Regions from separate parts of the Anas platyrhynchos genome. Here region 2 is linked to region 1. A link is a contact called in public Hi-C data. All regions are on one chromosome and are shown on one strand. The core of a region is the stretch at or near the end of the contact, and the rest is flanking DNA. Distances in the headings are between cores, read along the strand shown.

Region 1 (5,443 bases), core at 2,058-4,557:
AGAGAGTCTTCCTAAGGCTCTTCCTAAAGCTCTTCCTAAAGGCTCCCTGAATTCCCGCAGCTTCTCCTCTGCCCAAGGGGCTGCCTTGTCCCACACAAGACCCCCTGAGCTTTTGTTTGTGGAAACCCACGTTTCCTTTTTCCTTCTAGATGTTTACAAACAGTTCAATCAGTTGTTCCACTGTTCTTCTGAGAAGTTCAATTCATCTGTCCCATACAACTCCCCATTTCCTCCTTTTGGTGTGCTGAGAGTACTTTCCTGGGAAATGGGAACTTAAGCGAGGAGGAGGGTGCCCATGGGGTCTGTCAGGCCTTAGACCCCACACTTGTGGGATGTTCCCTGTGGGCCAGGAGCTGCGTCCATGGTCAGGATGTTTTTTACCCTCTCCCAAAGCCCCGTGGCACAGGGACACTGTCAGGCTGGGGCTCTGAGACCTGGTACAGAGGTGACACTGCAGGATCTAGCCTCGACCTTGACCGATGTGCTTCAGCCAAGGTTTTAAAACCTCCATCTCTCTGGTCTGGGAAAGCTCAGAAATAGCCTAATGTAACAGACAGGACTCTCATAAAAATAAATAAATAAATAAATGAATAAATAAAAGCCCCAGCAAGCCACACGTAGCAAACTCTGTTTTCCTTCAGTCCTTGCTGGAATAATGTTGCTGCAAGTGGCACCGCGAGGCATTTCTCTGGAAAATGGCTGAGATGCCAAGCAACCAGAGGCTGCTGCAGAGTGCCTACAGGCTCATGGAGCCCCCGAGCCACTGAAGTCTTCCCACTAGAATGAAGCGATGACTGGAAAGAGCTGAGCAAAACCCCAAGAGTCCCCAGTGTGGGCTCTCTGTGGAAGAGAACTTGTCCCCACCTCCCTCATCAAGATAATTTTGCTCAATGCAGCCAATTTCGGCAACTGACAAGCATGTGCAGCCAGTTTGAGATGCAGCAGGGTGAGGAAGGCCAGGAAAGTTTCCTCTAGGAGGGCAGGCAGGAGCTCTGGTAGCACACATCTGAAGCCACCAAATCTGCATGCACTTGGGTTTTCGTAGGCAAGGCAGGCGGACAAGATGAAGGTGATTACAGCTACGGAAGGCTGTGCATAGGTGTTCATGCGGCTGCTGAATGAGCTGTCCTCTTTCCTGTTTCGGACACGATGCCAGAGACATTACTTGAAATGTAGCTTTCGATCCGCGGTGCTACCCATGTTGTTAACCCATGCTGAGCGACACTTGCACTGGGGGAGTACAGAAATGACGAGGCAATTTCAGAAATACATATGCACAACCTCCACCCACATTTTCAGGGTACATTCTTTTAGAAACAAAACCAGTGCAAGATCCAAAGTCAGGGAGGGAGATGGGCGAGAGAGCGTGTCTGCTTCAGAGGCTCGCCCAGAAATGGGAGTTATGGGATCACACGAGCTGGGAATGTCTCAGCTTGGCACCCCTGGCATTTTTGCAGAAACTAAGCAGCGTCAGCAAACCTGAGTTTCCTTTCCTGGAGGAAGCAGGGAGGGAGAGCGCGGGGCAGAGCAACAACCCTGGCGGAGCTGCTCTGGCACACGGCAATGTTTGCTCTTCCAGGAAGGCAGGCGTGGTGTGACGATTGCTCTCTCTTTCTGTGATTCCCCACTGAAATACAGACAAAATTGCTGGTAGGCTGTGCAAGACCTGCAGCCAGCTGCCTCTGCAGTCACTCGCTGGCGGCTCTCGCTGCAGGTAGGAAGGCAGGTACGGGGCACCTCTGGCCCCACGGTGCTCCTCTGTGCCTGCCTGCTTCAGCCATGGGGACCGTGAGCAATGGGGTCTGCCCCAAGACGTGCCAGAAGCGGCACCAACTCCTCTCACCATTGCTGCTGTCATATTTGGGGACGAGGAAAGAGGGCTAGGGAGGTTCGGTGGGCTGTGGCTCAGCCTGAGGCTCCAGCACCTCTGGTGAACGGCTGCTGGCAAAAGCGGGATTGGAATTATCTATGCACCCAAACAATGGAAAATTCAGAAGCTGAACATTTTTCTGTATGTTTCCATGATTTCCAGGTTGTTCTTGAGACGAATACCAGAGTGCATTACTGACTTGATCTATCAGCTTTTGGCAACTTGGAGGTTATTGTTCAAGAACAAGTGGGTTGAGAGCTCAGTGTCCTCATAGCAGTTTGCTTACCCAACTGCTGCACTCCCCAGTTTGTTCAGTTCATGTTTATAACAAATTTCCTTGCCCAAATGGAAAAAGACATGAAAGAACATTACCCTTGCTTTCTGTGCATGCAGGGTACATGTTTGACAAAAGGACACGTGCCTTGTGACTGAGAGAAAACATTTTGGGAAGGGAAACCTTCTGCCAACTCAACCCTGAAAGACAGACACATGAAACACTCCCAACGGGCCCGATCCTCAGCAGGAGGAGGTAGCACCTGACTTCAGCTGCAAAATGCTAATTTACAGCAGAAAAACTCTGGCTGAAAGCTTGGTGGAAAGAGCAGTGCTGGATGGCCCCAAAAGAGGGTATGAAGCCTTGTCAACCGAAATGAGCACAGGAGCTGGCTCTTGCTGTGGACAACTGACCTGCATCAGCTCCCTGTGTCACACATGAATGTCACAAGACGACCAAGCAACAGGAAGGTGCTGGGAAGAGAGACAACAGAGGAGAGTTTAATACAATCCCTTAGACACATATAGGAAAAATTGCATTTCAAGTTCTTGGTGTCCCAAGAAACAGGCAATCCTCTTCCACAAGTGAAACCTGCATGGCCCAGGGGTGTCCCTCCGAGTGCCTTCCCCAGACTGCAGGTTTCACTGAGCGCAAAAAGGGATGTTCCCAGAGTAGTTCCCCATTTTCTCCCTCTTAAGTTTCATGCAGCATCCCACGGCCATAAAGCTAGAAGACAAAGGTGAGGAGAAATGGAGGGTGCACATTTTTGCCTCTAGTTCTTTATGCTGCCTGCCTGTCTCACTCACATCTTCTCCTATTAATTGGTTCTTCATTGCAAAGAGATTTCGGCAGCATCATATACTACCCACAAGGGAGGCAGACAGCCCTGTAAACCCCCAACCTAAGGCTGAACAGGAAGATGAGAGTTTTTACTGTCAAAAGATTGAGCAAAGAGATCAGTGTCCATCCAACTCTTAGTTATTGTTGGAAATGTCACGTATATATTAAGAGATTTACAGCTGAAGTTATGAAAGACATAAACACTTCTCTACTTTCAAAGGGCCTTACTCAAAACTGAACTGGGATGCAACAAATCAGCCCCCACGTTCACCAAAGAAAAAAAAAAAAAAAAAAAAAAAAGAAAAGAAAGAAAGAAAGAAAGAAAGAAAGAAAGGAAGGGGAAATTCAGATTAGTCACAAAGAAGTTCCCCCGCCTGCTTCTTGGTGCACATAAAACCCTCTCCTGAAGGCACTGTGTTCATTTCATTTCTGCCCCTGGGACGGGAGCACCTATCTCTTCTGCCCCGTGCTCCCCAGGCTGTGCTTGCTGGCAGCGTGGCTGTGATGGACGGACAGCCAGATGCGGAGCTGAGAAAGCAAGACGATCAGATGGACTGCGAAAGAGAACCTGCTGGCATGAGTAGCGATGAGTGGAAGAGCTGGAAAAGAGGGCAGGTTAGGAGGAACACGCTGCACCTGGTGTCCGCGGCTGCTCAGTGGATATTACTGCTTGCCTGCGTGGTTTATCTTGGTCTAGACTCTCTGCAACTCTCGACGGTAAGAGCTCGTGTTCCACCCGTTCTCTGCTGGCCTGTAAACTTTTGTATGGGCTTTTCTGTAAGAAAAGAAAACAACAAAAAAAAAGCTTTTAGGCTTACCCTATTCTAGCCACAGGTATTGAATGCATTCCTTAATAACTATCGCTCGTTTTTTATATCTTTTGCCCTCAAAACAACTCCAAGTATTGCGAAGTTGAGCTTTGGGGACTAGGTTGTCAGGAGGTGAGCTCATTCCAGGCAGGGGACTCTGCCCAGCAGTGCTGGAGCCCAACAAACCCCATGGGACAAGGGCTGCCTCCTTGCGGCTCTGGCCTCACCACATCAGCAGCTGTTGTTGGAGCTGACTTGCAGTGACTCACACGTGTTCACTTTAATTAAAAGGGATCATCTGAGCAGCTGGTTGCTTTTAAATAAGGACAAGTTGAAGGATCAGAAGCCAGGCTTCTCATATCACCTTCTGACCTGTTAAAATGTACTATATGTGTAGGTAGATATGTTGGAAAGCAAGCTAGCTTCTGACAGCTCTAGCGAGACCCTTTCCGTGCTCCCAGCCTGTGCACATGCTGGGCTCTGGGAATAGTCATCTGTATCTGCAGAGGACAGTAAGTGCCCCTCTGTGTGTACACGAGAGACAGACTCTGATTTCGTGACCAGAGAGAGTTTCATTTATACATAACACCACTCCAAAAAATATACAAAAGAGAAATGCCTGAGACTTGCAAGATTTTAGTAAAAAATGAAGCAAATATGTTTTCCTCTTTTGTGTGTTTGCAAACTGGTGGATTGCCAACAACTTTTTGCTGCTATTTCAGTATCACTTATGCGCTAGTTACTTCTCCTCCCACATCTTCTCCAAGAGCTAGGTTAACACTGTAAAGTATGTTGTGCTTCATCTTAACAGAGTTCACTCTTTCCTCCCACTTAGGCTTGGCAGAGAAACAAGCCAGGCGTATAACCCTGCAAGGGAGAGATGGCCTCATGCTCTGGGTCCCCTGCTGTTTAATGAAAACTCTCAGGCTGCATGCAAGTTTCACTGGCTTGCACCTCACAGCACTTGTTAGACTTCAGAATGATAGCACTGATGCCACTAAAAGATAACACATTTCATTCATTTCAGAGCTCTTCTCCTTTTAGTATTTTTTTTATTGAGAGAAGTTGCTCTGGAAGCCAATGTAGAAGGCCAAGCTATCCCACCCTGCTCAAGGTGTAGAAACCTCTCTGGGGTCACACTCTGGTTGTGACTCCTTGTCTCTCAGTAGTTCTCTATTCTGTGAAAATGTTAACTCCAATCCTCCTCCTCCAAAGGACGATGGCAGGGGCTAGCACTGACAGCACTGTCTGTCAGCCCTACAAACCCGAGGCACCAGCAGCTGGGAAAGGTACACGGTGCAGGCTTGGAGTTTCCCTTCCTCAATAGAAACGACTGAATCAGGGTGATCAGGGAGCAGCGACTGCAGCAGATGAAAAGTCCTGGCTCTGGGAGTCACCACAGGACCCTTTCAGTTTGAAATGTTTGTTGAGAGCTGGTTTCCATAATTCTAGGCAGACGGCCACGGCATCCTGCTCTGACTGCACCACGCTGCGCGGGAAGGTCTCCCAGGCTGTACCTGGGGGGATTTCATAGCATGGGAATTACAGGGTGTGGTAGGATAACTGTGGACTGACCTTATAAATGCCTACAGTAGAAGGAGCAGTATTAATCTGACTTGACTCTCAGGGCAGGCTCTTGAGCACTGGAGT
Region 2 (5,443 bases), core at 1,187-3,686, 58 kb after region 1:
GCTGTCAGAAGTCCCTCAGAGAAACAGTGCAGTCCATTATTTGGCAAATAGAAGCCCCTAAATAAGAACTGGGGGGGAGGGGGGAAATCATGCTTACACAGCTTCTTAGCTGAGCACAGCCATAGCTCTCCAAGCACTGGCCATATGACTGTTAAGAACAGTCCTTCCTCAGAAGCATTCACAAACAGCTTGTCTTGTGCTTAGTGCGTAAGTGGCTGTGTCTCCAAACCATGTTTGTGACCTTTAAAAAACATCTGAAACACCTGCATTGACACACGAAGGTCTGGCTTGTTTAAAACACCAGGGTGGAATTTGGACACTGATCCCCTGTGAAAAACTGGATCCACATTCAAAAACACATTCTTTGTTGTGCAGCTGGTACAGCCTTAGCCATACTCTTGAAACCCTGGCAATCATCAGGTGCTTTAGCCTTGGAGCTGAGATGTGGTGGCTGCACGATGGTTACATGAGATAATTGGTTCAAACAGGATAATGATCACCAAGCTTGCAATCAGATAACTTTATGATGGGCAAGCATCCAAGTTTGTTTCGTGTTTAACACCTGGAGCACTACCTGACTCATGTCACAGAAAATTAATCATTTGATGAGTGGAAGACTGGGGTAATTTGTTACATGTTAGAAGTGGTGAGAAGAGCAATACCGAGAGCAAGAAATCTGCTCAGGAGCTGCTGTGATTCACTGCTGTAGCTGTGGCCAATGTTGCACTTGTAGCTGCAGGAAAGGGTGGGTGATGAGACAGAGATGAAAGAGGGCCTTTCCAGGTCATTTGGCACTGCTGCCAACCTCCTGAAGGAATTCAGACCTCACAGATACACAGGGGGTTTTCCACTCATTTCATCACACAGCCTTTGCATACAGGCAGCACTACGCACAGGCTCACGTGTGGTGCAAAGAAATTATTTTAAGGGAGGCTGAGCTCTTGCATCTGGTATCTCAGACCACCTCGTATCCGGGTCACTGCTAGGTTGCGTTGCAGCAGTTCTGCTTTCCATGCATGAGATGTTTTCATTACCTCTTTCCCTTCACTCTCATTTTTCCCACATGATGAAATATTTGGTTACAAAGAGATGAGAAAAGCAGGATAGACTACCTAAGCCATTCTAGCACTCTTATTCATAAAAGGATCTTTCAACTGCTGCCTTCTGCAGTTACACTGCTCAATTTTGAAAGTGGCCAACACAAACACAGTCGATGAGAGCATGTGTGTACATGTGCAGTGGCAGAGCCCAGCAGCCAGAGGAAAACAATTCTTTTGGTGATAGTGTCTGTTGTATTTTTTTGTTTGGTTTGGTTGTTTTTTGTGCTGAAGAAGTAAGAAAACTGCATGATGCCAGTTCACACAGGTGTGCACTTAGATACGAGGCCATGAAGAATAGAGTAGGATTTATGACAAAGAAGAAATTTTTGCATGAGCAAGGCCCAGCAATTCAGTACTTCCTCATGAACTGACATCACTGAAGAAACAGCACTCTGCTTTTGACAGAAAGGATGAGACCACAAGTGCATTTTTACAAACAGTATTTGTTAACGAGAACATTTACCCTGTGTGTGCCTGAGCCAGGGGTGTTTCAGCAGCCTGGCTCTCCTGGGAGAGCCCTAGGACCTACTGCTGGGCCTCACTCTCTCCCAGCATCAACTGCACTCACCCAGGAGAGCTCTGAAAATGGAGATTGAGCAGCTACCATGGTTGGTCGATGCCAGTTCCTCACCACCCCTCCCTTTTAAAGATGTCTCTTGGTTTCAGCTTGATGGTTCCTCCACTACCATAGCTCAGGACTTTTTGCCTTGTCCACCACGGACCTGGGAAGCGTTTCATCTTCCTTCCTGCTTGTGCTTAAAATAAACAGTCTTCAAACAAGCTTAAGGCTATTATGACTGTAATCAGGCTTCTCCTTTTACATGCAATAGTTCCTGTTAATTTGATCTCTTAACCAAAACATACTTAAGACACCCAGGAAAGAGCAAGCAAGCTCCTACTCCAGTAACAAAAACGTCACGCTGACTTGCTAGAGCAGTCTAGTGATAACACAAGCTAATCCAGGAGCTCAGGCTCAAGATCTCAGAATAAAGTTATTAGCCAAGAAGCTGTTACTTTAAATTTAAACATATTTGATCTGAAGCTGAAAACAGACTAACCACTAAAAGCTACAGCCTCATTTCTTTCTGCACTGTCTACATTATGCAGGTGCAATGGAAGTTGTTGACAAATGTAAAATGAGACAACAGAAAGAATTTATGCTTCTTGCAAATATTTCTGGGTCCTGAACTGCTAACACCACTCAAGGAAACCCACATGGTTTGTTTTGTACAGCTCAGATAAAACAGGTCCTCAGGAGGCAGCCACAGGCAGAGGGCCACAGAGACAAGAGATCACAGAGACAAGAGATCAGAAAACACTGCGGTTACGCTGCCAGCATATCCCAAAGGACAGCACTTGACTGCTGCATCTCCCGTCTAGCTCAGTCCTGCTTCCTCCTGGCTCCCTCCTGCCCAGTTCCCACACAGCCCTCACCCTGCTCATCTCCCCCTCGTGTGACCCATTGCTTCCTGGCAGCCTTGCTGCTAATGCCAGCTCCCTCTGCTACAGACACCAACAGCTCTTCTGCTGCACATTTCACCATGCTTTACTCCATATGACTTTTCTTTTTCACTTAGGAACCAGCAGCATTGAGAGACCAAGGCAAATTCTTACCAATTGGTTCTGTAAACAGTAAAGCTATTTGCTGCAAATGCAAAATTACACAGGAAAGCCAAAGCCAGACAAGGAGACGGACCCACTTCAGACAATCACATCACTTGTCTGCCAAACAGGAACAAGTTCCTATGAAGGAGACGCAAACAGATCCTTAAATTGGCTGGCTTCAGACTCTTTTTTGCTTTAGTCACAAAATGGTGTGTTGCTGAAATCCATGTGGTTTCTCTGCCAAATTTCAACTGAGCTTGCCAGGGGCAGAGCGAACACCCTTCTGGGTGCAGGAGCGGCAGAGAGAGCTGCCTGGTCAGTGAGGAATACGCCCTGCAGCTCCAAACAGGAGGTGAACTGAGCAATTGGAGGTCATGTGAATAAGTTTGGCAGACTGACAATTAACTGTGAACAGCATTTAAGCATTTAATGGCATTCTCATTTCCCATCACAAGTTAAAGAACCAGGAAAAGTCTAGTAATTGCTAATCACCTACCAATAAAGGGAATTTGTTTGTTTGAGAAACAAGAACAGTTCTTCAGACTCCTTACAACTAACAAATAAACAGAGGTATTTGAGAATGCCTGAGATACGCCTATCCCTGCTGAAAAACAAAGTTTGGAAATTCATTGTGTGTAGTTCCCAAAATGCATTTGTAACAAAATATGAGATCAGGGGTTGAAGTTTAAGGATGTTTCCCCACATATTTTCAAATGCTTTCAAGATACACTATCATTCTAACTTCAGCATAAGTGAAACTCTGGGTGAAGGGTGAGATAATAAATTTGCTCAAACGTTCACAATAGTGAAACCTGAAGAGTCACAGAAGGCTCTCTTGGCCCATGGTAAGAGAACAGAAAGCTGTCAGGTCACTGTCAATAAAAGCCTTGTTTCTTCACATCTGGTGAAGAAAGTCTGCCAACATACGCACATTCCAATCCTTCCTGAATTAATTGCACCCAATGACCTTGTGCAGGATACTCTGAATATGCCAACTCTGCACTCACGAAACACAACAGTATTAGGATTGTCTTAGAAGACACTAGAATTAGAAAGGTCGAAAGAGAGGCGAGGTGAACAGCAAAAGCTTAGAATTTGAGGAGAGATTAGGCAAAGAAGGATCTTTCAGCCTGGAAAACATTACCAGACACACAACTACAAGTTATAAGAGCATAAATAGGGGAGGATTATTTATTTGTTATTGTACAGGATTGAGGGGCAGTAGTGACACTTTCAGGCAGCACATGTATAGGAACCAAAAGTAAATTGTTTACCTTACAGCACAGAACTAAGCAGACTGGAGACTCCTGCCCATGGACAACTTCAAAGGACAAAAGTATAAGCAGTTTTGGAATTGAACAACACAGTGTAACCTTCTAAAATCTGTAAACGTTTTGCTGTTAAACATGACAACCTAAATCAGAAATTGCTAGAAGTCAAACCGTGCACATGCTCAACATGCTGCTCTCTTCTGAAAGCATTTCCCATCAGCTCCTCCTAGGGGCACAACCTAGGGCCAAGGTAGGCTTTGCTCTGACACTCCGTGGCAAGGGGACTCACAGAAGAACCCTCAACATACATTTCCATATTTTTCTGCCTTTGGTAAATACATTTGCTCTTTCCTTTGTTAAGCACAATTCCTCACCGGGCTTGAATTTTCATTTCCTCATGACTTCATTAAGGAGGGAGGGAGGAAAACATCCACCTCCCATAGAAGAAAGGTGTGTCATGGACATACAAACTTATTTTTCTGAAGGAAAAAAAATATATAATAAAACCAGCTACTTTCACTAGAAAATGCCTTTGTGGATTTTGTAAGCTGCAGATGATATCTGAACACCCACTTTCTTTGTTCCTACTGGAGAGTTAACACCATCACGTATCTTACCTGGAAGGACAACACGGACTGTTGGATATTCAGTAGTCTGTATTGCAGAAAGGCCACCACGTCTGAAAGAGAGAAAACAAGAGGAGATACGAGAGTAAACACAAACATACAGCAGGAGTTCTTGGAAGGTCACTGTGCTGTGTGTTGTGAACTCTGCTGTCTGCAGAGAGGTTAGCAACAGACACCAGGAGCTAAACAACCAAACTGAGTTTCATTACTACAGGGTTTGGGTCAAAATCATAACCCACTGAGCAAAGTTCCTCATGGGTGGGAAGAAAATGCCAGAAAACTGTAGGTACATGAAGAGAAAGAGGGAAATACTAGAAATCTCAGCAAGGTCTTTCCTTCAGAGGGGATACTACATTTGCCCTGCCACATCTACGAGTGGGTTAAGCTTCAGTCACACAGGTGGGGGCCTGTTAGAGGCCTGGCTTTAGGAAGTGGTGTTGGGAGCAGTAGAAGCGGGAAAAGCTAGTTTAGTGCCTGTAGATGTACCCTGCCTCCTGTTTCCCCAAGAGAACAGGGCCAGCTTCTACTATTCCCAATTCACTCTGCCCACCACACAGTGATCCATTTGGTGACATTCACCCACTGGTGGTAAACAGACAAGGAAGGAAAGCAGAGGTGCCCTTTCCCAGACTACTCGGAAAATCAGTTTTACATAATCACTTGCCAGTATCAAACCTCCATAACACCTACCAGCAACACAAGTTTGGGTATTACTCAACCAGGTAACCACAAGATACACAGTTCCTTAACAAAACTTCAACAGGAATGCTCAGAATTCACAGTGTAAAATCAGAATAAGTCTCAGCTTTATTTGTAGGACTCCCCAGGCAGCTCAGAACCA

Evidence for each region. Hi-C and Micro-C count contacts between places; a contact is called where the count stands out from the background.
Region 2: a Hi-C map of skeletal muscle shows a contact between it and region 1, with 1.5 times the contacts expected there. The contact joins the enhancer-like site here to the promoter of TNFSF4 in region 1. A contact is called at or near these places in 3 of 8 Hi-C or Micro-C datasets (liver, skeletal muscle and subcutaneous adipose tissue).

What each region holds. Positions count from the first base shown.
Region 1 is chr8:16,701,232-16,706,674 of IASCAAS_PekinDuck_T2T, forward strand. It overlaps TNFSF4 (TNF superfamily member 4), which reads left to right and starts at 3,308. Exons shown (of 3, transcript XM_027462647.3): 1 at 3,308-3,701. The coding sequence starts at 3,489. It overlaps LOC113844284 (a long non-coding RNA gene), which reads right to left. Exons shown (of 11, transcript XR_011810939.1): 8 at 3,621-3,759; 9 at 1-2,617.
Region 2 is chr8:16,760,540-16,765,982 of IASCAAS_PekinDuck_T2T, forward strand. It overlaps LOC113844284 (a long non-coding RNA gene), which reads right to left. Exons shown (of 11, transcript XR_011810939.1): 5 at 4,594-4,655. Among named protein-coding and RNA genes, the nearest start is that of TNFSF4, 59 kb to the left of the region's middle. Within about 2 kb of position 2,437, at least 1 of the 8 cell types and tissues checked has an H3K27ac peak or open chromatin away from gene starts, as enhancers often do.